Linked DNA regions of Gossypium hirsutum: region 2 is linked to region 1. The links are chromatin contacts, called in public Hi-C maps. All regions are on one chromosome and are shown on one strand. Each heading gives the region's core, a stretch centred on a gene start, on an enhancer-like site or on the middle of the called end of the contact. The rest is flanking DNA. Distances are from core to core; before and after follow the strand shown. Region 1 holds the start of LOC107924146. Region 2 holds the start of LOC121227824 (putative 1-phosphatidylinositol-3-phosphate 5-kinase FAB1C).

What was found. Hi-C and Micro-C count contacts between places; a contact is called where the count stands out from the background.
Region 2: a Hi-C map of hypocotyl shows a contact between it and region 1, with 2.7 times the contacts expected there. The contact joins the promoter of LOC121227824 here to the promoter of LOC107924146 in region 1. A contact is called at or near these places in 8 of 34 Hi-C or Micro-C datasets (anther, callus, hypocotyl and 1 more).

What each region holds. Positions count from the first base shown.
Region 1 is chrA01:92,771,201-92,773,900 of Gossypium_hirsutum_v2.1, reverse strand. It overlaps LOC107924146, which reads left to right and starts at 1,287. Exons shown (of 2, transcript XM_016854458.2): 1 at 1,287-1,538. The coding sequence starts at 1,338.
Region 2 is chrA01:92,957,712-92,960,411 of Gossypium_hirsutum_v2.1, reverse strand. LOC121227824 (putative 1-phosphatidylinositol-3-phosphate 5-kinase FAB1C) reads right to left here and starts at 1,368. Exons shown (of 11, transcript XM_041110631.1): 1 at 1-1,368.

The DNA.
Region 1 (2,700 bases), core at 38-2,537:
ATAATGAAGGGAAACTTGTAACAGATCCTCCCCTCTTTAATTTATGAAATATTAAGAGATGACGATTAAAGAACCAAAGGATACCATCTAACATCCTCTTTAAATCAACCTCATTAAAGAATCTGAATATGATTCGCTTCTCCTCAATCTCTGATATGGTTACCCCCTCAATCGGATGCCACAACTCCGAAAACACGTCTCTTAAATGGGCAAAGTGGACACAACTGTTTGTTAACACCCTACCCACTAGACAGAATATGAAACCATCTTCTCCTACATCGTTCTCCTCTTACCCCGCAATAGGATCGTCCTCTAGATAGACCAAGTTTAGATTTGCTAGATCAGCCTTTATGCCTTTAGTCGGCTCTTCACGCTTACAATTCCTATCCCTGATTGAAACCTTAAAAATTGAATGCTAATTGAAAAAACCCCAAACCTATGAGTTGGTAGACAAAGAAAACAGAGAAAACCTAATTATAGGTACGTCGTTCCCAAATAAGACTTAATTTTTTGAATTTAGACTTAAAACTTAAAATATTTATATACATTATATTATTTTAAGTATTAGTAATACTAATAAATTATAATAAATTATTATATTATGTATTAATAATAGTTACATATTATAATATTATTAGCAGTATATATTCTATTATTATTTTGTATATTAGCAATATAATTTATTATATTATCATTAAAGTTTAATTTTATAGATTTTAATAATTAATAATTTTATATATTTATTATACATTTATAATTATAGTATTAAAAATATTTTATATTAAATTAATATTTTTGAAATTTATTTCACTTTCTAATTTATCATAAAAATTATTATTAATTACTTTTCCTATTAATAAAATTTTAATATAAATATGCAATACTTATAAATACATTTTCAAAAAAATAAAAATTTATCATTTATTTATATCTTATTTTTATTTCAGGTAATATAAAAAATATATTAATTATTAATAGTTGTTATGGTTGTTCAATTCTAAATTCGGACTTTGATTGGATTTATCTCGAGCTTAGGCTAAGTCGGTTTCTAACATAGATCTGTTACGAGCTCGAGCTTTCTCGAGCTTAGATTTTGCCAAGCTTAGACTTTTTCAAATTTGGATTTATGATGGGCTTGAAATTTCTCTAATTCGAATCACTACCGGCAAGCTTTTAAGCTCGGGACTATTTTGCCATCACTATACCCCATCGTTGGACAGCTCTACAAAAATAATCCAATTTTGTCTATTTGCAGTTTCGATCGTCAAGCCTGTCCGGCCCATGTTTGTTTCTAACAAAAGCCCACCGTGGCCTCACCTACTAAACTCACCGATTCAATGATAGACTCTATAGATCGTAAGCTGAAAGTGACACTAAGCTCTTCCGCCGGTAACACATACCAGACACAGATGGCATCCTCTAACTTGAAGATGATGAAAAGCCCACTTACCACTTCAGTAGACAAAGGACAGTTATTACCCATGAAAGCATCAGTTATGATCGCTACAAAGATAAACACAGCTACAGTTCCTCTTCAGGTTAATTGCTTGCTTCTTTAGTTACTACTTCATCAAGTTATTAGATGGATAGAACATGTGATCATTGATGGGTTTTGGGTAGAATACACTTTGGTATATTTATTTGTTTCTTAATTAAGTTATGAACCGAAGATTGTGATATCAGAGTTTATTCATTTGCTAAGGATTAACATTTGGTGTGGAACAATGAAAAAAACAAGAATTTTGAGCTAAAAATAAGTGCAAAATGATAAGTTAATCTGTTAGGTAATCTGGATACTGATTTGATAATTAATATATTGGGTTTATGACCAGTTAATCATTTCTTTTCATCTTAGTTTGTATAATCCTTGGAAATTAGGATTTAGGAATGCATCGTCATCAATGAACAAGAATTTAATGTTAATCTCTTGTTGACTGTAGCTTCTATCCACCTGCCTGCCATTCTCATAATTGCTTTGAATCTTGCTGTTGTATGTTACATGTAGCTTAAAAGAGAATAAATTTCCATCAACTAAGCCACTGATGTAGTGGGAAAGGAATTGCATTGATATCAAGTCTTTAGTTGACACCTAGTTCAATGTTCAAACCCTGATAACACCTGCTTCCCCCACTTATTTAAAAAAAAAAAAGATGATGAATGTCTCTAATAACCAAGAGGGCTTTTGTCAAATATGGCTTACCATATTGTAAATGAATAAAATTAGCCGAACTTCTTCAAAGAAGTATGAATATTAGTAATTAGTTTAGGTGGATTACAAATTAGGAGTTCATAGCTGCTTTGTTTAGGTATATGATGCACAGAAGATGGTGTTACCTGGATATATCGTATTGAAGGTGAGCCTGTATGATGCTGGAAACTACAGTTTAGGTTGGCTCTGTGTTCTGATTTCTTGTTTGAACCTTTGCTCAGTGCTCACTGAGTAACATTCCATCATTATTCCTATTTTCATCTTTCTTTTTAATTTTCATCTGAAGAAATTGTGTGAGCTAGCTTATTATGCCTGTGAATATGGAAAAGGGGGACTAATATTAGTATGCTTTCATGTTTCTTTAATATAAGTGAGTGGCCAATTTGATAAAGAGTCTTTCTTTTCTTCTATAATTTTCTTTTCCAGTAATCAGTAACTCTGTTTTGAGTAGTGAAACAAGTCGATGGACTATATTTGTCGTTGAATTGCAT
Region 2 (2,700 bases), core at 119-2,618, 190 kb before region 1:
TTCCTTCCTCCACTTTCAGGCCTTGCATTAACCCCATCACAGCAAAATTTGCAACATTTAACACTCATCATCTTTGAAAAATCATTACTTTTTGCATTATCTGATTGATATACATCATCAACAACATGGGATTCATATCTTTCAACACATTTAGAACATAACCAGCGACCACAGCTTTGGCAGGGGTATCTATGAGATAATTCATCAGCAAACTTCGTATAACATTCAGAGCAACACATTTTTTGGCAAACACCGTTTTTTAGCATCAGAAATTCTTCACCAGTGAAACCGGAAAGATCACTAGCTCCCAATGAAATCCAAGACCTAGCTTTATCTATTAGATCTAATAGTGAACTATCAGGTACTCCCAGAAGAATCCCAAACAACCCCCACACAATAAGAAACTACGCTCTTTCTCCTAGTCCTCCTTCTAAAAATCAGTATTTAAGAAAATAATAATAATCAGCAGTTTAATATGGAAATATTAAAAATATAAGAAAACCCACAATAAAAATGGTGAGTTTTAATTATTTTTCAGGGTGAGTTTTAATTATTTTTCAGGGTAAGTATTTTTTATGAGCTTAAAATTGATTTATTTTGACCCCTTCAATTTTTTTTTTCTTTTCTCAAAGGTGTCAATTTAAGAAAATGGAATAAAAATACTCCAAGGAAGAAACTTAAATCGATCTTCCCCACAACTTTTCTTTTTCACTACATCACAAATCACAGAATAACAACATTTACACATAAAAAAATCACAACAACAACAACCCAACAAATTCAAACACGAATTCAACTACAACATAAACCCTAAAATTCAAAAATCCCGCAGAAAATTGACCCGAAATGAAAAAAAAAAGAAAAAGGAAAGTTCAGAGCTTAACCAATCCCAGATTTATGCATCCATAGATCAAGTCAAGCACCAAAATCACAGTGACTTATGATGGGTTTTAGTTTTTCAGAAGAAACATAAAGAGAACTAAAGTTCAAACACTAGAAGATGAAATTTAGCAGTAAAACAAGGCAAGGAAAGGGAAAAAAAATAATGAAAGAAAGCTAGCTTAGTGATTGAAAGAGAAATTAAAAGTAAAAGAGAAGAGAGAAGATTAGGAGGCAAAATAGGAAGAAAAAAGAGGAAAAGAAGAAGTGCAGAGAAGGTTCCCTTTTCTTATTATTTCCTTTTCTTCCTCAACTATACTCTTTCTTTCCCTTTTCTTATTATTTTCCTTCCCCCTTTTCTTTTCCTTATTATTATTTTATCACCTTTTCTCTCCTCTTTCATTTCCCCCTATCCTTCAACTTCCCCCCCCCCCCTCGCTCTCTCTCTATACTATAATAATATTTCTCTTTCCTTTTTTAATTCTTTCCTTCTTTGTTTTAACTAGGGTTTTGTTGAGAGATCAATCTGATTGGGTCATCAATGATTTATTCTTTTTTGTACCAATTTTTATTTTTATTTTTTCTTATACCCTTATATTTATTTTAATTAATAAATATAAAAATAACATAACGAACTATTTAAATATAAACATATTTTTATACAAATTGTTTATTTTTTATTTTTTAACTACAAACTGTTATCGACATGAAAAATAAATTTTAGTTCTTTTTTTATTTACACTATTAGAATATTGTTAACATAAATACACTTAAAAACCATGCGTTTTATTACATCAAACTTCTTCATCCATTTTTTAATTTAACTTAAAATATTAGCAACGCTTTTCATAACATCATATGGGTTGTTAGTGGCTGTATTTGTATAAAATTTAAGATTTTATTCATATTTATTTTTTTATTTAAAATTTTCAATCTAATTATTAATTTTTGCTCAAAATTTTTAATTTAACATGTCATATAACTTAATCAAACTTCTAAAATATTAAATTTTAACAGAAATACTTACTATTAGATTTTTAAATAAAAAAATAAAAATTAATTTTTAAATATAAAAATTAAATCTCAAATTTTATCGAAATATAATAATTACATATTTAACTTATTATATAATAAAATTCACGATCTAGTTGTAAAAAAAAATTATTTGATATATTTTATCTTAAATCATAAAAAAGAAATAAAAAAAATCAAAGTAATCTGAATTAGGGAGTCGAATTCAACTTTAACATAGCATTTAATGAATTAAATTGAATGCAGACATAATAAATAAGTATTTGATTAAATATTTAATTACGGGTGGCTGTTAATGGACGGAAAGACATGGTTTCATGGTTTTTAATTGGCAGTATTAATTTCACCATGAGTCTTGTTTTAATTAGATAAATTATTAATGATTCAATTCTTATGTTTAAATTTATTTTTTAATTTAACAGATCTCTATATAGAGGTAGTGTAGTAAGGCATGTCTCATGACCAAATTTTACAGGTAAGGCGGGTTTGGTAAAGCATTATTTGTGCATATTTGTGTGTTGCCACTCTCTCGGCTTTTTTTTTTTTTTGAAATATTTAAAATTACTCATTCTTCTTCTCTAACTAATAAAAAAGATGATAATATGCTTTAACATATTCGAACTTACGTTCTCTTACATTAACAACAATATTCATACTAATTAAACTAATATTCAATCAATAATTCATTATTTTTTTTTGCTACACATTATCATGCTACAATATTTTTTTATCATTTTTATATTATTATAACTCGCATGTACACATACATACGATAAAATTGTCATACAA